6 separate regions of the Mus musculus genome follow, and all the other regions are linked to region 1. The links are chromatin contacts, called in public HiChIP or PLAC-seq and promoter capture Hi-C maps. All regions are on one chromosome and are shown on one strand. Each heading gives the region's core, a stretch centred on a gene start, on an enhancer-like site or on the middle of the called end of the contact. The rest is flanking DNA. Distances are from core to core; before and after follow the strand shown.

The links. Promoter capture Hi-C pulls out the DNA fragments that hold promoters and counts their contacts. HiChIP or PLAC-seq counts read pairs in DNA pulled down with a chosen protein or histone mark. Capture Hi-C pulls out chosen DNA fragments and counts their contacts.
Region 2: a promoter capture Hi-C map of fetal liver shows a contact between it and region 1, with 2.9 times the contacts expected there. The contact joins the promoter of Eya3 here to the promoter of Tmem222 in region 1. A contact is called at or near these places in 3 of 39 promoter capture datasets (fetal liver, liver and pre-B cells) and 1 of 115 datasets of contacts at active chromatin or transcription factors (bone marrow-derived macrophages).
Region 3: a contact with region 1 is called in an HNF4G HiChIP or PLAC-seq map of pancreatic cancer cells. The contact joins the promoter of Ubxn11 here to the promoter of Tmem222 in region 1. A contact is called at or near these places in 3 of 115 datasets of contacts at active chromatin or transcription factors (memory CD8 T cells, microglia and pancreatic cancer cells).
Region 4: a promoter capture Hi-C map of pancreatic islet shows a contact between it and region 1. The contact joins the promoter of Dnajc8 here to the promoter of Tmem222 in region 1. A contact is called at or near these places in 1 of 39 promoter capture datasets (pre-B cells) and 2 of 9 other capture datasets (liver and pancreatic islet).
Region 5: an HNF4G HiChIP or PLAC-seq map of pancreatic cancer cells shows a contact between it and region 1. The contact joins the promoter of Phactr4 here to the promoter of Tmem222 in region 1. A contact is called at or near these places in 1 of 115 datasets of contacts at active chromatin or transcription factors (pancreatic cancer cells) and 1 of 9 other capture datasets (adipose tissue).
Region 6: an HNF4G HiChIP or PLAC-seq map of pancreatic cancer cells shows a contact between it and region 1. The contact joins the promoter of Xkr8 here to the promoter of Tmem222 in region 1. A contact is called at or near these places in 1 of 39 promoter capture datasets (cranial neural crest), 3 of 115 datasets of contacts at active chromatin or transcription factors (large pre-B cells, pancreatic cancer cells and trophoblast stem cells) and 1 of 9 other capture datasets (embryonic stem cells).

What each region holds. Positions count from the first base shown.
Region 1 is chr4:133,276,439-133,280,062 of GRCm38.p6, forward strand. It overlaps Tmem222 (transmembrane protein 222), which reads right to left and starts at 1,352. Exons shown (of 6, transcript NM_025667.3): 1 at 1,093-1,352. The coding sequence starts at 1,286.
Region 2 is chr4:132,636,808-132,640,523 of GRCm38.p6, forward strand. Eya3 (EYA transcriptional coactivator and phosphatase 3) reads left to right here and starts at 2,239. Exons shown (of 17, transcript NM_210071.2): 1 at 2,239-2,348.
Region 3 is chr4:134,100,352-134,103,927 of GRCm38.p6, forward strand. Ubxn11 (UBX domain protein 11) reads left to right here and starts at 2,232. Exons shown (of 15, transcript NM_026257.3): 1 at 2,232-2,297.
Region 4 is chr4:132,533,557-132,537,120 of GRCm38.p6, forward strand. It overlaps Dnajc8 (DnaJ heat shock protein family (Hsp40) member C8), which reads left to right and starts at 2,003. Exons shown (of 9, transcript NM_172400.3): 1 at 2,003-2,107. The coding sequence starts at 2,030. It overlaps Atpif1 (ATPase inhibitory factor 1), which reads right to left and starts at 1,858. Exons shown (of 4, transcript NM_007512.4): 1 at 1,183-1,858; 2 at 1-379. The coding sequence starts at 12.
Region 5 is chr4:132,421,048-132,424,633 of GRCm38.p6, forward strand. It overlaps Phactr4 (phosphatase and actin regulator 4), which reads right to left and starts at 1,399. Exons shown (of 13, transcript NM_001161797.1): 1 at 1,298-1,399.
Region 6 is chr4:132,730,466-132,734,079 of GRCm38.p6, forward strand. Xkr8 (X-linked Kx blood group related 8) reads right to left here and starts at 2,081. Exons shown (of 3, transcript NM_201368.1): 1 at 1,708-2,081; 2 at 411-607. The coding sequence starts at 2,000. Smpdl3b (sphingomyelin phosphodiesterase, acid-like 3B) reads right to left here. Exons shown (of 8, transcript NM_133888.2): 8 at 2,501-3,294. The coding sequence ends at 2,929.

The sequences.
Region 1 (3,624 bases), core at 102-2,601:
TACATATCAAGCTCATGTCTCAGTCAAAACCAATAAAATAAATAAATACAAAATCGAAAGATTAAAATGATTTGAAGATCAGAAACATTTGAGACTAAAAATATTCCTTCTCCACACAACTTGGCTCTGTTTGTTTGTTTGTTTGAGATTGGGGCTCACTATACATGCCTGGCTGGCCTGGAACTCCTACCATATAATTCAGGCTGCCCTCCAACTCACAGACATCTGCTTGCCTCTGCCTCCAAGTGCTATGGTTAAAAGTATGGATCCCCGTGCCTGGTAGCTGATTTTGATAGAAGGAAAGAAAAGAGTACCTCCTCAGGTGAGAGGTAGGATGCCACAGCTGAAAGATGAGTTATATATAGTCAGTGAACTAACTGGCTTCTGAATATCTTCTTGCTGGGATAGTCAACGGACCAAGACGATGTTACAAAGGAACTCAGCTTCCCCATGGGGGAAGGGGATTTCTACTACAGAAAATAAAGCTTGTAAACTGTCCAGACTGTTAGGATTAAGGTAGGAGGGTTGTAAGCTGCATTCTTCCACTGGGAGGCAGATACCTAGGTCGCTGAGACTGCTTTGTAACTCAAATGATGTAGGGGGAAAAACGCCAGCACGGACCTCCCAATGCTGACATTCCACGAACCAGTGTGGCTTCGATCAAACACTCAGTTCTGTTTCTAAAGGCGAAACGTCTTGTGCATAACAGACGACAAGTACGCGCTCGTTTGCTCAATGAGTGAAAAAACAAAAACAAAAACCAACGGGGAATGAATGACGATGCCTCTTCAGACAATGATTAAGGGTCTTTTCTGTACGCCTGCAGCTTAAGGGCGTGCTAATGACCAGATCTTTGCTGCTGATCTACACTTCTCCTCCTCTCCAGTTAGACCTGGGGGAACCAGGGCCGGAACTATGCCCCACATCCAAGGGGACCGCGCACCTCATAGGTGACGAGAGCTCTAGGGGACTGGGGGCTAGCCTGGCCCGGAGTACGGGTTGCTGCAAGTCTGGGGAAAAAAAAGCTAGCATGGCACCCCGGAGGATGCTCGGGCCCTCGGCGACTTCGCGCTGACATCGGAAGACACTCACGTGAGCACCGGGATGGGTGTCCACACCACGCAGTAGGGGAAGCGGCTCCGCTCCACGTCCATGACAACGCCACCGGACCCGTGGTACTGCTTCATGTCCGTCTCGGCCCCCGTCGGCGTTTCTACTTCCGCCATCCGAGGAGGGGGCGGCGGCGGCTGTAACAGAAGCGGAGAACTCCCTTCCGCTTCCGCCATCCCGCGCGCGTCCCGCTCGGGAAGGCCGACCGCGCCGCCGCTCGCCCCTGTGTCATCACTTCCGGGAGGCGGAGTGTCCTCTCGGTCGATCTTCCCCCGGGGAATTGGAGCCTTGTCCTTCTGGGCCCGGCTAGTTTAGCCTCTTTCCCGTGTTTGTAGCGGAGCATTTCCGTGGACCTCAGGAAGCTCTCAGTCGAGCCCCGGGAACCCACAACCAACCGCGGTTCCGCATGCCGGCACGTGGTGCAGGCACTCTTTATTGATCACTTCTTAGGTGCCAAGCATGTGATATTCATTGGTACTACTGTCTATAAACTGATTAGACGTGCAAATTTAGTTGTTTCCCCCAGAAAACAAATCAGAGACAAAGGCTCTTAGAAATGAAGTGAGCAACGATTCAAACGCAAGTCTTTGTAGATTTCCTTTGTCCTTTTTAGTCTGTGGCATGAGTTACATAATAGTCTGTTACGTGATGGTGTAAAAAGGGAGGTCAAACTAAAATCTTGGTGTGTATGGGAGACACGTACACTTGGTGTGTATGGGAGGGAGCAGCCTTGGGCCTGGGGAGAGCACGGATGCAGAAGTGCCAAGACAGGAAACTTGAGGTCACTATGTGCAGTAGAGAATATCATCCAAGACTTATCTAAATCTCTTTATTGTTCGTGTTTTGGGGCACATGTTTGTTTTTGTTTTGAAACAGGGTCTCACTATGTAGCCCTGTCTGTCACTATGTAGACCAGGCTGACATTGAACTCTTAACTCTGCCTCCCAAGTGCTGGGATTTAAAAGGGTACATCACTAAGCCAGGTCCTTTTTTGCTTTATAGAAAACTCGGCAGTTAGCACTTGTCTAAGATCACACTCAAGAACACAAAGTGGCCAGGCTCCAGTCTTGGAATCTTTTGATTTTTCAGAGGGATAATCAGAGAGACATGGAAGTGGAATGTTATGCGGTGAGGAGTGGGTGGGATGGGTTTGGAAGACAAGAAGGGAACCAGGCTATAGGAAGGTGTAAGAAAAATGAGGCAGAAAGGCAAACAGATTGTTTCAACAGGCTGAGACTGAGACTGTTTTATTGGAACAGCGGGCTGGAGGAGATATATATATGTTACAGCTCCTCTTTGTGTGTGTGTGTGTGTGTGTGTATGGTTTGACTGGGACCAGAGTGGGGGTTGTTTTCCATACTCAGGCATATTGTTTCTGCAGGTGAAGCAGACCTGTCAGATAGGGGCTAAGCACTTCATTCTGGCTAGAAGCTATGGCTTAGTACAGCTAGATTCAATTCCTCATCACCTAAGACTATTAGCCAACAGAAGGTGTGGACAAATGTTTAGGGAAGGCAAAAGCTATGCTTTTGAGAAGGTTTGCTTCCATGAAATGAGTCTCCTTTAATAGTAACTTGCCAAAAGCCTGCGGTCCTGATAATTTTTTTTTGTTTGTTTTTGTTTTTGGTTGGTTGGTTGGTTTTTCGAGACAGAGTTTCTGTGTAGCCCTGGCTGTCCTGGAACTCACTCTGTAGACCAGGCTGGCCTCGAACTCAGAAATTCGCCCTGCCTCTGCCTCCCATGCCTCCCAAGTGCTGGGATTAAAGGTGTGGGCCACCATACCCGGCGATCCTGATACTTAAATGCATTAAAAAAGAAAAAAATCTGGGGGGGAGGGTATAGGGGACTTTTGGGATAGCATTGGAAATGTAATTGAGGAAAATACGTAATAAATAAAAAAAAAAAGAAAAAGAAAAAAATCTGTACTGTGGAAAATCCAAAGGTCTTGACTACATCATACATCAGGTAGTGCAGTTGCTACTACTGCAGAGCAGAGCAGACCCTCTGAGAACTATGCACCTAGCGAATGTTTTCTAAATGTTTCTCGACTTTAAATATCTTTTAAACATCTCACTAGTATCCTAGCCGAAGCTAATTCTAGTCCACTCAAAATTCTTTGAGCATTTTTTGTACCTCTTTCATGAATGACCCCATGTAGTATGACCCCTGAAGGGCAGCAATCAGCCACCAGGACAATTCGGAATAGATTAAGGGTCCTTTAAATAATTGTCAGATGAGTAAATCACATTAGTTCTTGACCCAATTGCAGTAATTGTCTAAATTCTTCTGTTCATCTATGATATTCTTTTTTTTAAAGGTTTATTTATTATTATATCTAAGTACACTGTAGCTGTCTTCAGACACACCAGAAGAGAACATCAGATCTCATTACGGATGGTTGTGAACATGTGGTTGCTGGGATTTGAACTCAGGACCTCTGGCAGAGCCGTCAGTGCTCTTAATTGAGCCACCTTTCCAGCCCCATCTTTGATATTCTTTTACCAACACTGGCAA
Region 2 (3,716 bases), core at 989-3,488, 640 kb before region 1:
AGCTGGTGGTTCATGTCAGTCAAAAAAAAAAAAAAACAAACAAAAAACAAACCAATGAGCAATTAATCTATGCTTTCATGAATTGACTGTTTACTATGTAACATATGTTACATAGTAACATATTGCTAAACATTGCTAAAATACACCCCCCCAAAAAAAAAAAAAAAAAAAACATGCCAGTAGGGCACAGACTCACACCTGTGATTCTAGTACCTGAGAGAAGAAAGCAGAGGAATCAGGAGTTCAAATCCATTCTCAACCACAAATCTAGTTGGGACACAAGAGACCTTATCTCAAAAACACAAAACAAAAACCAAACCAAAAAAAAAAAACCAAAAAACCAAAAAACAAAATCCCAACTAACCAACCAATCAACCACTCCTCCAAACCCAAATCCAAGCCCTTGCAGAACTTATATTCTGGTGGGGAGACCGTACGCCAACCCCCCAAGAAACTGATTGGACAAACGTCATGAGAACAATTATCAGGGGGTAGGAAAGTACAAGGGAGACAATCGCTCCTGTTCTAGCACAGCATCAGAGGCGTCAGAGGCGGTCTCAGTGAGAAGGCTCATTCGAAGATGTAAAGGGGGTGACAAGGTGAAAGAAAGAGCTGTCTCAGGGAAAAGTACTCTAGGTAGAGGGAGTAGAAAGCAGACAGCACCAGAGCCTGCCTGCAGGCTGGGAGAACAGCAGAGGCCAGTCTGTTGTAAGTGGAAGGAAGGTAGGACAAAGTAGGTTAGAGTTCTACTCGAAGAGTAAAGTCTTCTGAGTCCTGTAGGTGATGTAAGGATTTTAGTGTTCACACTGAGACAGAGCCATTGGAAGAAGCACACGATCTGATTAAGGCTTTCACGGGAGGCTCTCTTCTGTATTGAGTATAGGGTAGCAAACATGAATGGGACCCTCAGAATTACATACTGACTGTGGTTCATACCAACACAGGTGGAAAATGGTCCGATTCTGCAAAGACTTTGAAGACAGCATCTACTGATTGTGCTAAGTAGGTGTGATGTGTGAGAAAGAGCAGTTAAGATGCTCGCTCCCCAAAAAGTAGTTGCTTAGAAAATTGTTGAAATAGAAGCAGTTAATAAAAATCTTTTATTTTTATTTGTATTGAAAAGCTAGGTTTTTGTTTTTTAAACTTTGTGGGTTAATCTAATATTTGTAATTCTGGGTCTTTTTTTCTTTTTTTTAAAGATTTATTTATTTATTATATGTAAGTACACTGTAGCTGTCTTCAGACACTCCAGAAGAGGGAGTCAGATCTCATTACGGGTGGTTGTGAGCCACCATGTGGTTGCTGGGATTTGAACTTTGGACCTTCGGAAAAGCGGTCCGGTGCTCTTACCCACTGAGCCATCTCACCAGCCTGGGTCTTTTTTTCTTGAGGGTCTTTCCCTTCAAACATGAATGGAATTGAATACACTGACAACTATACAAAGCCTGTCTTCAACTCCATTCCTCGTCCACACTTGAGTTGTATTTTAGAATTAATGAAGCATTAAAAAATGTTTCTGAGCTAAGAAGGTGGATCTCTTGATTTCGAGCCCAGTCTGATCTTTAGAGGGAATTCTAGGCCAAGGTCCATAGAGAAAAACTTTTCTTGGAAAAACAACAACAAAAAACCACCCCCACACACACCAAAACAAAAACAAAAACAAAAACAACAAAATGTTCCTGAAAACAATTTGCACAAAATGAAGGCAGCTGCAAGTGTAATATAATACTAGGTATAAACTAAATTTTCGGATAGAAATGTTCACTTTGAGTTAGCCTTTCAAGTGTCTTCAAAAGTTCCCATCCATTTTTCCTCTCCTAGTCTTTCTAACTCGACCAATTGCAGTCAACATTTTTCAACTTCGTCGTCCCTTTACGGTAGGAATCACACACATTTTTTTTTTTTAGAACTTACTTTCAAAGATGAGAGCGGTGGCTGGGCATGGAGGCACAAGCCCTAGGCTGAAGGAGGAGGGTCCCCAGTTCGAGATCAGCCTGATCTGACTTTGTTTTGGGGAGGGCGGGAGTACTTTTCACGAAGGCGGCGGCAATTTAGCAGCACCAGCATCCTCGGAAAGTCATCTCGTGCGTAAGATCCAGGGAGTCAATCACGCAACTGGGTCTGCGAGGTGGGCGGGACCTAAGCCTTGCCCCGCCCCGAGACGATTGACTGGTCCTCTGGGTTCTGTCGGAACGGGGTGTGGATTGTTAGGCGGTCCCGCATCTACTTCCGGTGGCTAGGGATGCGCATCCGGGTCACGCTAACGCCGCGGTTTCCGCCACTCTGTTGGTTCCAGAGTGGGTCCGTAATCGTCCCATGTCGTGCTGGGCAGTGTCTGCAGCCGTCTGGTGAGTCCCCGCCGCCGCCAGGGTGTGAGCGCGGTGGCTCGGGTGCAGCGTTCGGGGTCCCGGCTGAAGAGGTCCTCCTTGGTCGTGCTGGGTAGGGGGTCCCGTCACCGTCCCCCTCGTCCCTGCCTGCCGGTCTGCCCTCGAGCTTTTCCCGGGCGTCGCTCTGGCCTCGCCCCTTCTCGCCTAGGCGCCGGGTCTCTGCCTCCCCCTTCTCTCAGCACTTCTTCCCGATCCACTGTTTTTCCACCCGGAGCGTTGGGGTTCGGCTCTGTCCCCCAGCCCTCCTCGCCTGTGACCCTTCCCCCCTCCAGGGACTGGTAGATGACAAGAGTGTTGCGCCTGCCCTTTCAGAGCGAGAGGGCTTCCTCCGAGTCCAGATCCTGGCCGACTGCTCCAGCTTGGAGGCGCGAGGTTAGACTTGAGGTCGCTTCCCCAGTTAGAGAACAACAAAGGCGTCCCCAGGTCCTCGCACTGCCTCAGTTTGCTGGGCTCTCTGGGCAGCAGCGAACAGGTGGCGGACTCGCTGGCGGGCTTGTGAGATCTCCTGAATTGACAGGTCTTCGTCCTGTCTGTTTTGAGTCCTCTGTCCCACGAGAATGGATGTGCACAGCTGAGGCAAAAGTGCGGATGTTCTTCACTCTGCATGGATTTAAAGTTAGAGGACTCCGGGTTTCTAAACTTTTAAACGACTGTGATGTGGTGTGGTGTTGCTGTTTTCTGCCAAGATTCACCAATGTAATATCATTTTCCTTATAAGCCAGACATTGTTTCTTAGAACGTTCTTTTTAACTTCTTTTTCTCTAGTGTTGCTACCATGGTTTAGAAATCATGATCTTAGCATTTTAAAATTTAAGACATCTTATCTTACATTTTCTGGAGGTTTAAAATCATCTATAATGTGAAAAGGGTTAGACTTTATAATGGTTAATGTCCTGTTTCTCAAATTTTGTGATCTAAGGTATATCTAGAGGTACAAATTTGGATAATTCTTTTTTTTTCCTCCCTTCCGGTTTTTGGGGTGTTTGTAGCATATCATTGCAACCATCATTTTCTTTTCGTCATTTTGTGCGTGATCAGTCTAAAATTCAGTATTAATAATTAAATATGTACAGAACAAATAACCGCGTTTATTATTGGTTCCTCTTGGCACAGTTCTCCCTCATATACACATAAGAGAATAGAACATAGACTGCCATATTCCAAAATTGGGCCACTCCCTTCACCTATTTTTAGCAAAGGACTTTGGAGCTTGGCCATGTTAGTCCTAGATGCCACAGAGAAAGACCCTTCTGGTTGGCTTTCAGGATTAACCTGGCCAGGGAAGCCCCTATGAACATTTATCTGTCCTCCCCTGCACCTACACAAACT
Region 3 (3,576 bases), core at 982-3,481, 820 kb after region 1:
AACACTCGGGAGGAGCTTGCTGTTCCTGGAGCATGAGGAGGGTGGAGGGCGGGACTTTGACTATAGAGGCTTCAAGTATCCTAAGCTGGGGGTGATGGGCATTCATCAGAGGTGGGGGCTGTAAGGGTGGCAAAGGCGGAAGAGGAGGAGTACAGAGAGCACAGTTGTCTCCTCAGGGACTCTGTGGGCTTGAAAGACTCCCTCTCTCTGCTTCCTTCCTCCCAGAGCTGCTAGCTCTCAATAAACTCCTTAGCCCCAAAGGAGCCATGTCTGCTAAGCATCTTTCAGTTAATGAGCTAAAAGTCAAGTAGATTCTGTCCACCCAAGAACAGAATTCTGCTCAAGCCCTGGATGGGGTAAAGAGGCAGCCAGAGGAGCTACATCCCAGAAGTGAAGAAGGAGTCCTGGGTGGTGTGGAAGTTATGTAGACCCATCTCCAGGGGCTCCTAGCATTCAAGGCTGGAGACCCCAGAAAGTTTTCCAGGGTCTCTAAGATGGTACATTGAGTGACAAGGGCTGAGAAAGTAACCCTGAGGAGAGTTTAGCGGTGGTTCTCAACCTTCCTAAGGCTGTGACCCTTTAATCTGGTTCCTCTTGTCGTAGTGAGCTCCAACCGTAAATTTATTCCATTGCTACTTCATAACTGTATTTTTGCTACTATCTAATATGCAGGATATCAGGTATGGGGCCCCAAACTGGGTCACAAGCCACAGGTTGAGACCTCTGGATTAGAGTCTTCATGTTTTTCTTCTTCCTTTTTTTTTTTTTTTTTTCCAGACAGGGTTTCTCTGTGTAGCCCTGGCTGCCCTGGAACTCACTCTGTAGACCAGGCTGGCCTCGAACTCAGAAATCCACCTGCCTCTGCCTCCCAAGTGCTGGGATTAAAGGCATGTGCCACCATGCCCGGCTCTATGTTTTTCTTTTTCTTTGTGTTTTTTTAAAGACAGGGTTTCTCTGTGTATCCCTGGCTGGCCTGGAACTCACTCTGTAGACCAGGCTGGCCTCGAACTCAGAAATCCACCTGCCTCTGCCTCCCAAGTGCTGGGATTAAAGGCATGTGCCACCATGCCCGGCTCTATGTTTTTCTTTTTCTTTGTGTTTTTTTTAAGACAGGGTTTCTCTGTGTATCCCTGGCTGGCCTGGAACTCACTCTGTAGACCAGGCTGGCCTCAAACTCAGAAATCTGCCTGCCTCTGCCTCCCAAGTGCTGGGATTAAAGGCGGGAGCCACCACACCTGACCTGGTTTTGTTTTTCTAAACAGGGTTTCTTTCTGTAGCCTTGGCTGTCCTGGGGCTCACTCTGTAGACCAGGCTGGCTTCGAATTCAGAGATCCTCTTGCCTCTGTCTCCTGCTGGGATTAGAGACAAGTGCCACCACCACCTGGCAAGAAATATTTTGAAAACATCTATAGAGGTGTTTGATAAGTACTTTGCATTACCCTCCTAATGGCCAATCCCAGCAACCTTGTCAGGTAGGCCGTATTTTCATTTTACAAGCGAAGAAAAGGAGATGTGAATGTGCTCAAAGTTACCCTGTCTGTACAGGTGAGGACCCAGTGCAGTCCTAACTAAAGTATCTCTAGTACTTTGGTGCTATTAGGATAATTTTAGTTTTCAGTTAATATCTATTTGGTCACTTATTTCGTGTTGCATCTGGACAGTGCTCCTGCAGAAATCGGAAGACAGATCCAGGAGCCGTTTTCTCCTGCCATGTGTGACCTGATCGAACTTGGTCTTCAGCTTGGTAGTAAGACCAAGACTTAGTACCCGTTGAGCCATCTAGCTATGAGGCTGAGGGAGGGGAAATTACTCGTCATACTGGAAGTGAAGGGTCACCCAATTATTCTACTTAGGAACTAGAATTAGAACTTTCCTGCAGTGCATCATCTAGTCCATAAATTAGAGGGGGGAAATGAGATTTAAATATTTATTAAGTCACCTGCATCATTTCCATTCATCTTTGCATGATCAGGTGGGAAAACAAAGGAAACATGATTTCTTCAAGATCAAATAGCACAATATTGACAACGTCGGGTTCAACATCTTCAGGTCTAGAGGCTTCTAGGGACCAATCTCTTGAACTCAAGACCCGGCCTCAAGAACGCCCTCTGACCTCTTAGAGCGGTGCATTCTGGGATTTGAAGTCTCACGTGCAACCCTATGCCCGTCTTCACTGCCCTCTGGTTCGTTAGAGAGCCTCTCGGAATTAGCCAATGAGAAGTGCTCGGGTCCTGGTCGCCTGGGAAACCCCGAGACAACAAGATGGCGGCGCCGCGGGACGGCTCGCTGGCCCCGTGGTGAGTGCCATCTCCGGGCCTTTCTGCCCCGCTAAGTCTTCCCGCAGGCCGCGGCCCTCGTCCTGACTCCGAGGGTCGGCGACATGCATGACTTGGCTCAGGAGGGAAGTGGGGACCATACTCACCGTGTCCGCGCGTGGAGGCGGGACAGGCGGCGGAATCCTGGGGCGGGCTTTGGGCGCACTAACCTTCTTAGTGCCAACGTGCCCAGCAAAGGATTAGGAGGATGTCGCGCAGCTATCAGGCTGTCGCCTGGTGTGTCGAGTGATAACTGCCTAGGGCAGCACTCAGTTTGGTCCTTCAGATGAAGAAACAAAGGACACGTTTGTAACCCTCACCGGAGGCGACAACCGTATCTTTACAGACTTAATGGGTTGTGACATAGGCCTGCACTCTATGTAGGGGCCGAGGAGAGAGGACTGGAGTACGAAGCCTATCTGGCTACATTGCGAGTCCCAGGCCAACCAGGGTAAATCAGCGAAACTTTACCTTAAATTAAAAAAAGTAAAATAAAACAAAGCCAGGAGTGGTGGCTCACACCTTTAATCCCAGCAAAGTTTGAGGCCAGCCTGGTTTAACAGAGTGAGACTCTTGTCTCAAAAACAAAAAACAAATAACTAAACAAAATAGAAGCTGGGCCTGGTGGTCTGCAGACGTGTAAAGCTACTCAGGAGGCTGAAACAGGCGGAGCACATGTTCAAAGTCAGCCTGGACTTTAGAGCCAGTTCAAGGCCAGTGGGGGCAAAGACCTTTATATATATTATATATTTATTATTATCATTTCATACATATATGTGTCTGCATGTGTGTATGTGTACCACATGCATGTCTGGTGTCAAAGGAGGCCAGAGGAAGGCATCACCGTCCCTGGAACTGGAGTTACAAGAGGTTCTGTTCTGAGCTGCGATGCAGTTACTGGGAACCAAACCGAGGTTCTTCAAGAGCAGCAATTGCTCTTAACCTCTGAGCCATTTTCAAGCTTAAGACTTTATTTCAAGCTGGGCATGGTCGCGCACGCCTTTAATCCCAGCACTTGGGAGGCAGAGGCAGGCGGATTTCTGAGTTCCAGGCCAGCCTGGTCTACAGAGTGAGTTCCAGGGCAGCCAGGGCTATACAGAGAAACCCTGTCTCGCTGGTTGAGGCCAGCCTGGGCTACACATTTTGGGCTGGTGAGATGGCTCAGTGGGTAAGAGCACCCGACTGCTCTTCCGAAGGTCAGGAGTTCAAATCCCAGCAACCACATGGTGGCTTACAACCATCCATACGAGATCTGACTCCC
Region 4 (3,564 bases), core at 753-3,252, 740 kb before region 1:
CGAGCCTGCCATTGTCTTCGGCGTTGCTCAGCTCGCGTTGCGGGCGTGGCTGCTTCTCTCCTAGCGCGCTAACTGCGAGGGCGGCTGAACTGCCAATCTAGACGCCGGGGAGGTGGGACGAGCACGGAAACCGCGAATCAGGAGGGAGGGGGCGGGGCTTATGATATCTGCAGCGTTTGTTGAGAGGGAGGCGGATTTATCCCTTAGTTAACAGTTAATAAACAAGGCTCTAACGCATCATGACCCAGGAGTCTACAGAGCGAAGTCAAAAGATGAATCTTGGCTTTTGGTCTCTTTAGAATGAGGCATTTCGTTCACTCCCACTGCACAATTTCCGTCCAAAGGTCGATTTTATTAAAAATGTACACGATGGCAAGCCCTATGGACATGAATAGATTGGGGAAACACAAAGTTTGTGGTAGCCATGCCTAGGATGCCGACAGCCTGGATATCGACCTCAAACCTCTGTTTATACATATGAAATCGTGTTTATCTCTTAAGAGGTGTTCTTGTTCTTTGGTTATATTGCCACTGCAGTGCCTTCTCTCACCTTAAATGTCACTTTCTCAGAGAAACCCTTCTTTGACCTTCCTAGTCATCCTGACAGCAATTTTTTTTTATCCTTGCTTCTGAGTTCTTTCTCACAGTTTACTTTGTGAAGCCATCAGAGCCTTAGTAGGTAGTGAATTAGTAATTTTGAACTGTATCAATGTGTCGGTGAATGGACCTAATAACTTGGTGACGGGCTACAAGGACACTGAAAAGAACATCAAGCGAACTGGTGGTACAAACCTGTAATCCCAGCACTCCTGAGGCACACAGGAAGAGCTTAATCTAGCTTAATCTAGCCTATTCGACAAAGGGAATTCTGGGCCAGCCAGGGCTTCATAACAAGATCCTGTTTTCAGAAACAAACGAATAAACACCCACACCCCCCCATACACTCCCCCCCCGCACCCCCCCCGCCCCCCACACATAGGGCTAGTGCTGGGCCCCAATGGTGAAAGGAGAGAACGGACTCTTGAAAGTTGTTCTCCCTGACCTCTCCATGTGCATTGTGACACTGTGCCCCCACTAATAAGTAAGTATAATTTTAAAAATTAAATAACAAACTCCAAGCACAGATCCTTATACATGCATGCTCATAATTGCTTCCATCCCATTTTCCGATTTTGTCCCTACCTCAATGAGATCTGTTGTAACTCGGGATGGCCTCAAACTCGCAGTGAAGAAGCCAATTTCTCATCTTTCCGTCTCCACCTCCCCAGAGTTGGGGTTACAGGCATATGTCCAGCTTCATAATACTATTTCACAGTGGTCCAAAGGTGAGAAGACCCCAAATGTTGAACTACTGAAGAGGTCAACAAATCATAGCATAGACATACCTTTGAGGAATTGGATGCCACCATAAAATGCAGTAAAAAAAAAAAAAATTTTTTTGACAGTTTTTTTTTCACAGGCCTGGCTGTCCTGAAACTTACTATAGAGACTAGGCTGGCCCCAAACTCAGAAGATCTGCCTACCTCTGCCTCTGGAGTACCAGGATAGGCTCCACTGGGATAAACTCTTAAAAAACTGGTACATGGTGGTTACCCAGGCCAGTTCCAGCACTCCAGGGAGTCATGTAGATCTCTGTGAGTTTGAGGTCAGCCTGGTCTACAGAGAGAATTCCAGGACAACCAAGGCTACACAGAGAAATCCTGGGTCAAAAAAACCAAAAAACTGTCACATGAAAAAAACCTAAATAAGAATTGTATAAGTAGATTCCATCCATGGGAAATGTCCAGAATAATAATAGGTATATCCAGAGACAACAGATTTCTTTCTGTCAGAGACTGGAGACAACCAGGGCAACACTATGAAACTTTATCCTTATTCTGAAAAACCAAAACTAAAACCGAAAAAAAAAAAAAAGAGGTCTCGGCCCCTTTAAGTTCAGCTGGCGGGCGGGGAGTCCGGGAAGGCGGGCTTGGGTGGTTACGTGAGGCTGCGCTTGCGCAGAACGGTCACGTGGTGGTTAGCCGGGAAAATGGCGGCTTCGGGAGAGAGTGGTGCTTCGGGTGGCGGAGGCAGCACAGAGGAGGCATTTATGACCTTCTACAGTGAGGTGAGCCCGGAGTAAGGATGGTGGCCTTAGGACGACCGTGCTCCGGCTTCGTCCGCCGCGGCTGGGGCCGGCGAGGCGCCTCCTGGGACCGTTGGCCCGCGCCGTCTGGCCTGGGGACTGCGGATCGGCTGCGGAGTGCATGCGCGACCGCCACTGTGGCTACTGAGGTCCCCGGAACGCGGCGGGGCGGCTGGGCCTGTGGACCCAGACCCGGAGAGGGGCCCGGCGAGCTGCTGGTCGCGCGGTGCAGCCTGCTGGCGGTGGAGTCTCCGGCTGGCGGAGGCCGAGCTGCGGCGCACCCACTTTTATTTGTAAACAGGAAGGAGGCCCTTGTCCCACTCCTCTGCCATGAATTGTGCGAGTGGCGATTTCTGCGGTCTTATCAGTGCTGAGCACTGTTCATCGGGACAAGAATGCGTATGTGAACCCTCCATCTTTAACATGACGAACCTCTTAAGAGGGTGCATACGTTCTTGGTGTCAGGTAGGACAGGAGTGAACTTGCTCTGAGCCTTGTTGACATTTGCATCGCCAGTGCCTAATGCGTGGTGGATGTTTCGCATATATCCGTTGATTAAATGAATGAATAAACTGAGTTAAAGTTAGCTATCTGGCGTCAGAGGCCCACATATTGCGTTCTCGCAAGGCAATTAGCCTAACTGCTGTTGAAATTTCAAGACATCAGTTCCCACACTGGCAAGTTAACATTGTAAGAGTTTTCACGACGATTAAAGGGTTTCGTGTATAAAAAAGCAGCTTGAAAATTATAAAGCAGTCGTTTTCGAATTAAGTACTTTCTGGTAGCCCAGGTTGGACCCTCTTGCTTCAGCCTCCAAAGTGCTGGGACCAGAGCCATTATCTCTTGTGCTTATAAGAATACTTGTAAGCCGGGCGATGGTGGTTCATGCCTTTAATTCAGCACTTGGGAGGCAGAGGCAGGCGGATTTCTGAGTTCAGGGCCAGGCTGGTCTATAGAATGAGTTCCAGGACAGCCAGGGCTACACAGAGAAACCCTGTCTCAAAAAACAAAAACAAAAAAAAAATTTTTTTTTTATGTTAGGAAATATTTTTTTCCTTCACATTGTTAGCATATTTTGCATTGCTCACAGTTGGAGAAATTTTGGTCCATCTTGGTGGAAAATGGAGGCAGGGCAGTTGACATCCTCAGGCAGGAAACAGAGAAGAAAGGCCTGTGCTTCCCGGTGCAACATTGACAATCAGCACGGACTCTGATTTAGCCCTCTTGTGTTTTTATTATATTTTTTTAAATTTAGTTTTGGCTTTTTGAGACAAGAGTTTCCCTGTACAACCCTAGCTGTCCTGGTGCTTTGTAGACCAGGCTTGCCTTGAACTCACAGAGATCACCCACCCGTGTCTGTCAAAGATGGTTGCCGCCATCACCCTGCTTGTCCTTTTGTTTTTAAGACAAGTACCCAATGAAGCTTAGGTGGCTTTACT
Region 5 (3,586 bases), core at 149-2,648, 860 kb before region 1:
TAAGAGTCTCAAAGTCATTTCCATTATGAAATGTCAGAATAATGAAGGCTTTGCCTACATGTCTAGGGTGGAAATTTCGTCTCAAAACACCTTTCCTGACTCAAAGGAGTCCCAACTGTCTTCACTCAAGGAATTTGAAATACTAATCGATTTTTCAAAGGATCTCTACCTTGGCCTTTATAAAAGCTTTACCCCTATGCTAAGTCTCAAGATTCGTTCTTCGACGGAACATACAGTTACCACTATCTAACCAAACTGGATCAAATCCACACAATTCATCGGTGTCCAGTAAATACATATTTTATCGCCTTTTTTTTTTCAACCTTTTTTTTTTTAATGCTTTCTAGAATCTACTGGGTATCTAGGTTTTTCTACAAAGCAGGTGCTTTCAGTGAGCTGAGTTTTTCTTTGTGGAGTTGTTGTTTAAAAAAAGAGAAAGGGATGTATTCTGGAGAGTCGAGGAGCAGCGTGGGAAAATGAAGTGCCGAAGACTGCAGGCAATGAATGATGTCCTGGTAATCACTCTGCTCCAATTTTCAGGTTTCCGAGGCAATGATTCGCTTGAGTTCTTTGCGGCCGCCGCCGCACCCCCCCCCCCCCCCCACACACACACACACTCCACAATCACCCAACCCCTCCATCCCAGCTGCCACACGTATCGCAGCAAATTTCCACTCTTTCTCGGTTTCCGGGATTGAGGCTCCAAGTCTCACTTCTTTTTCTTAGACTCCATCCACTGGAGGAGAAAAGCGCCTTAGCGCCTTGAGTTTTGATCCCTAGCTACCGGAGGCTGACATTTAAGAAAGAAGTTGGACAATAACTTCCAGGTTTCCACTGAAACTATGCCAGACTCCTAAGTCTCTTCTCTGCTCAGCCAGGATGCAGAGGTCTGAGGGAGGTCACTTTTGAAAGATGGACTTTGACCCGATCCAGTTACAGTAACCAGATCCCCAGGGCGCAGTCCCCAGCAGGACGTGCGGGCTCCCCTGGAGACCGCGACTCCGTGCACTGCCACAAAAGGGGGAAAAGCGGCGCAGACAAAAGGGCCCCGCGGAGGCTGGGGGGCGGAGAGCGCGAGTGTGCGCCGGCCGGCCACAGGCGGGGACACCGCCGCGGGACCGTTGTGGGAGGGCCGAGGAGGGAGGAGGCTACCGCCCGCCACGCCCTGGCTGCACTGACCGCCGCGGGCGCCGTTAACCCCCCACCCAGGCTCGGCCCGCGACCCCTAGTCGAGCCGAGCCTGCCGCTGCTGCGCGCGCGCGGGAGGTGCTCACTTTCCCAAGTTTGGGGAACTTACCCAAGTCGCCGCTGCCTCCTCGGGTTCCCCAGCACTTTCTCCCGGAAATCCTACCTGGTCTCTGGCCGCCTGGCTCCAGCCAGAGCCTTCGGCCCCAGGGGAGGGGGGGCGGAGGGAGCGGGCCGGACAGTGAGGAGGGTAGGAAGTGCCGCCGCGGAGCCTCACGGGACTTGTAGTCCACTGCAGTGGCCAGCGGTGTGGCGAGCGGGACAAAATGGCGGGAACTGCCGGCCCTCCGCTGCGAGGCGCCTGACCCCTACTCTGCCGATCTGGGCATGCGCCGCCAGAGTCCGGTGCACTGCATATAAACGGATTTGGGCACCTTGCCCAGTTCTGAGCAAGGGGAAGGTCTCGGGACTTGGGAGGACACGTTCGGGAACAGACTCTCCCGGCGATGCCCAAGAAAGGATGTGTGTGTTGTGCTCTACAAAAGAAGTCCAGTTTGTTTCAAACTATTGATAACCAGTTTTAAGTGCAAAAAACTTACAAACAAGTTACCCGCGGTGTTTTGTGAAAGTACAGAACCCAGCCTATTAAGCGCAGACATTCTACACCCCCCCCCTCCCAACTAAATTTTTTTCCCACTAACGATTACCTAGTAGAAGCCACCATCTGTTTCTAAGTGGCACTCATTCCAACCTCCAGGGCTATATCACCCTCCAGACCCCCTTCTTGCCACTGCTGGAGGATCTTTTTAAATGCCAAACCCATGGGTTACACCCATCTTAGACGGAAAAGTATACATACGATACATACAGAGGGAAACATAGAAAAACTTATACCTTTCAAATACGCAATCTATAACATTAAAAATATCAATACGCCGGGCAGTGGTGGTGCATGCCTTTAATCCCAGCATTTGGGAGGCAGAGACAGGTGGATTTCTGAGTTCGAGGCCAGCCTGGTCTACAAAGTGAGTTCCAGGACAGCCAGGGCTATATAGAGAAACCCTGTCTCAAAAAACCAAAAAAAAAAAAAAAAAAAAAAAGCAATAAATTACAACCCAGTTGTGGTGTCACACACCAGTATTCCTAAATGCTCTGGAGACAAGGGTTGGATTATTGCTGAGTTCAAAATCAGTTTGATCTACAAAGTTCCAGGCCAAGCCAACCAGAATTACATAGTGAGACCCTGTCTCAAAACAAACAAACCCAACAAAAACCAATGCAGGCCAGCCAGCTGCTGTCTGGTAATATAATAATAACAACAGTGACAACGACGATGACAACAACAACAATAATAATAATGGCTGGAGAGATGGCTCAGTGGTTAAGAACTTGCTGTTCTTTAAAGGGGCTGAGTTCTGTTCCCAGCACTATATATCAGGTAGCTCACAACTCTAACTACAGCTCCAAGGGTTGTGAACCTCTGGCTATGTGAGCACTTGCACTCATGTGCACATACTGCATGCAAATACTCACCTACACACAACTGGAATTAATAAAAAATAAATATTTAAAAAGTAACAATGTAGGCTGGTGAGATGGCTCAGCGGTTAAGAGTGCAGACTGCTCTTCCAAAGGTCCTGAGTTCAAATCTCAGCAACTACATGATGGCTCACAACCATCTGTTTAGCTACAATGTACGCATATACAATAAATAAATAAATCTTAAAAAAAAAAAGAACAAAAAGGTAAATTCAAGTCATTTGCAGGTTCCTTTTCAGCTTCAAGGAGCTCTTTCATTAATTCTCAGTGAACTCTGCTTGCCCTTCTAAAATAGATAAAATAAGATGAAAAGACAAGTTCTAGAGCAGGATTAACATAGTTGCAAAGCATATAATCAACAAAAGACCAGTATGGAATATACAACAAAACTATCTCAGTTAAAAGATAACCTGGAGAGATGGCTCAGCAGTTAAGAGCACCGACTGCTCTTCCAGAGGTCCTGAGTTCAATTCTCAGCAAGCACATGGTGACTCACAACCATCTGTAATGGGGATCCAATGCCCTCTTCTGGTGTGTCTGAAGACAGCAACAGTGTACCCACATACATGAAATAAATAAATCTTTAAAAAAAAAAAAAAAAAAAAGATAACCCAGAGACTAGGGAAGTAACTCAGTGGTAGGATGCTTGCCTTGCACACAAGATGTTCAAGGTTTAAGTCATAGTATAAATAAATAAATAAATAAATAAATAAATAAATAAATAAATGGTGTGTGTGTGTGTGTGTGTGTGTGTGTGTGTGAATTTTCAATTATTCAGGATTTCTCTGTGTGTAGCTCTGGCTATCCTTGAACTCACTCTGTAGACCAGGCTGGCCTGGAACATAAAGATTCATCTGCCCCT
Region 6 (3,614 bases), core at 831-3,330, 550 kb before region 1:
GAAAAGAAAAGAAAAAAGAAAATTCCTCCTTAATAAATAAAATAAGAAATGGAAAGCAATTGAGAAATACACCTGACACTGACCTCTGGTTTCTGCATGTACCTGAAAATGCACACAAACTTGTACATATACACATGCACACAAGACCCTGTACTTTATATGCATGCAATTCCCCACATTTCATCTTCCCCTAACTCCCAAGGATAGACACATTTATTCCGCCCAGTGCTCGGATGAGAACCAACGAATGATGGTTTGAGTCACTGTTCCAAGCTCATGCAGCTTGAATCCAGACCAGCTGCCTATCACTCAGGCACCCTCTTTTTTTTTTTTTTTTCCCCCTAAGAGTGAGAACACCTGCAGAGGAGAGAAGAGTCGGCAAAAGTGACAGCCCTGGGCCCAGCACTCACACTGGTAGTATTCCGCCTGGCCATTCTGCAATACAATTGCCAGCACCAGTGTGAGCTGTGGCGTCGCCTCCAGGAAGCTCTCGAAAAGCTTCAGCATGCTGATGTCCAGGGAGAGAAAGTCTGCGTAGGCCAGGTCACACTCGGATGGCATCTCCTGGTAGCACATGGACAGCCCTTGATGCATTCCGTGCAAACACCTAGGCAGGACACACAGGTGCCCGGAGGGCCAGGTCAACCTTCTGTGACGTCGTCCATCTCCTACAGCTGAGTGCACAGAGGCAGACTTCAATCCTAGCTTGTCACTTAAAAGCTACGGAACCTGGAGCAAGCCACCTAACTAACCTCATGGAACTTGCTTCCTCGTCCGTAAAGTGGGGCAAACTCAACTTCTACTCTTGCTGGTCAGGTACGATCCCAGGCGCATCACAACCCTGTCCTACCTACTCACAAGAGCCCCATTTCAGAGATGGGAGATGGAATTAAGAAGTAAACAGGAGGGGCCTGAGAGAGGGCTTAGCTGTTAATCGCATCCACTGCTCTTGTGGAGGACCAGAGTTTGGCTCCCAGCACCACATGAGGTGCCTCGCCTGTAACTCCAAGGGATCCAACACCTTCTTCTCTTGGGGCCTGCCTGTAATAACTCTCCTTCGCAGTCATCTGAGCTGTACTCAAGATGATACAATTGTTCAGGCAAAATGCAAACATTCAAGAGGTCCCTCCCCGCAAGCTGGAGACTATATACAGCTTTCCCAAGATCTGAGACTTCCACAAGATTCCGGATCCGGCCACCCTAGCCCAGCCTCACCCACACCATGAAGCCCTGCCTTCATCACAAGATTCTGAGCCCTTGATTTCGCTTTCTCCTATCTAACAACCCAAGGGACTAGTCACAGTTTGGGGGCGGGGGAGAGGCGGGGAAGAAAAAGTTCTCAGGCCAGCACTTGCGCCAGGGATTGTCTGTCTCACTGTCCTCACTTTAGACTGACCCTGGGTCCTTCCCAGTTGAGAAAAGCACACACCATCCACATATATTTTCCAAGAACCAGTCTATGTCTACTCCTGGCTGACTCCGGGGACACGGATGAGTCAAGCCGGACCCTCTTCAGTCCTTGACGGGGAAGCAAACGTTCGCAGAAGACAGAAATGAACAAGAAAGGTGAGGGGCATCTCTGACTCCAAGACCCTGATGTTCCCTTCCTCTGTTCCTGGCCCTGTGTTTTCATCTCCGCCCAAGGAAAGAAGACTGAACTGGTTCTGATGGCTGTCAACCCACTTTTTCAAAGGGCCGGGCACTCACCTATACAGGTAGCCGAGCTGCAGCAGGTGCAGCAGAGCCAGGAAAGGACGCGAGAGCTGCGAATGGTGCAGCTCGGTGGGATCAGCTGTCAGCCAGAGCCAGCTGAAGAGCTGCAGCAGCACCGAAGCTTGGCCCAGCAGGACCAGTACCAGCGCGGCCCACAGATAACGGCCAAGGAGCACGTACTGGACAACGGCCCACAGGTCAGCGACCAGATCCAGCAGGAAAGACAAGATACTCACCAGGCCTACGACCACGTCTAAGGCCACATGGTGGTGCACGGACAGAGGCATGATCCTCTCCAAGCAACCACACAACCGCGGACCTGCCCTCCCGCCCCGCTAGTCCGGCAGGAAGGGGGCGGGGCAGTCGTCCGGGAGGCTGGGCTGCTGGGCGGAACTTCCCCATCTCGCCCCGTCCGGGGTGGAGCGAGCCCGCGGCCCCGCCCCTACACTGGCCCCACCGCCCAGACCCCGCCCCCAGCCTGCCCTGTGCAGAGCTAGGCCTCTACTGGTTTGGATTCTGCTTTTTGTTTTGTTTTTCTTTTTTGTTTGTTTTTTGTTTTTGTTTTGCGAGACAGGGTTTCTCTGAATAGCCCTGGCTGTCCTGAAACTCACTCTGTAGACCAGGCTGGCCTCGAACTCAGAAATCCGCCTGCCTCTGCCTCCCAAGTGCTGGGATTCCACCACCCCCGGCTTGAATTCTGCTTTTGAGTCTCAAGGAAACAAGAGTGGCTATTAAGAAAGACTAGAGCCTTAGAGTTACCGGCCGCAGCTGTGATCCCTCACGGTTGCACTGTTGCAAAACCAAATCAAAAAAGTCTTTTATTTAAAAGTACTAAGGGGTTTTGCACACCACGTACGTTCCCAGTTCAGACCTTGAGCAGGGACTACATCGAAAGCACAGAATCTCCAAGGCCCATCTTCCCGTCGGCTCACTTCACTGTGGTGATCAAGTTCATGGTGGTTTGATATGTTTGTATTAAAGCGAATAATGCACCAAGACATGTACCGCAAACAAGTTTTGTGGATAAAACATGAAACTTGGAAGAAATTGTGCTTCTTAGCGCCCTCTCTGGTGAATCCAGGTGTCCCATCCCACTTTACTCTCCGCGGGGGGAGACTGATGGCAAAAGTTCATCTCTCTCCATTGGGTAACGTTGCCCAATTTTACCAGGAGAAAGATGAACCAAGTCAGTGGGTGGGCTGGCAGTGCCTACAGTCATAACACCTCCAGTACGTGCAGGCTTGGCAGCAGAGTCAGTATGAGCAGGAAACCAGGCACCAGCTTGGCACCAAGACCATGCAAGCAGGTAGCATAAGTGTTGAAAGCCACGTGTTGTATAGCACAAACGTGCTCGATGCGGCAGCTGTCCTCACAGGTCAAATGGTTGTAGCTGACCGAGTTATAGACGTAATAACGTTGCAGGATGTGAGGCTCACTGGCAATGCGGGTCAGCGCCGTGTGCATGGAGCTGACGCTGGCATCCGGCACCTGGTAGGCCTCCGTCAGGCGGTACTCCTGCTCCCACCGTGGGGTCTCTTGTACATTCGCCTGCCTCAGGTTCAAGAAGTAAGTCACCAAGTCCTGGATTAGAGGCGCAGGGTATGTCAGCAACGAGCAGTTGATTCGTTCTGCCCACAACCCAACTTCTCCCCAGGCGCTCTAAATCGATCAAACAGCCGCTGTTTGTTACCCTGAGCTTGGTTCCAATGAGGTGACTGCATCTGAACCCCCATTTTCCTGGTGAAGACATGGAGGCCTTAAAGAGGTCGTTATGGTTTGAATCTGAAGTGCCCCCCCGCCCCCCCTCCCTTCATTTTGAATGTTTGTTTCCCAACCACTGTAGCATTTTTAGGTAGTGGATTCCAGCTGGCAAAAGGAAACCTTTGAACCTGGTTCTGGAT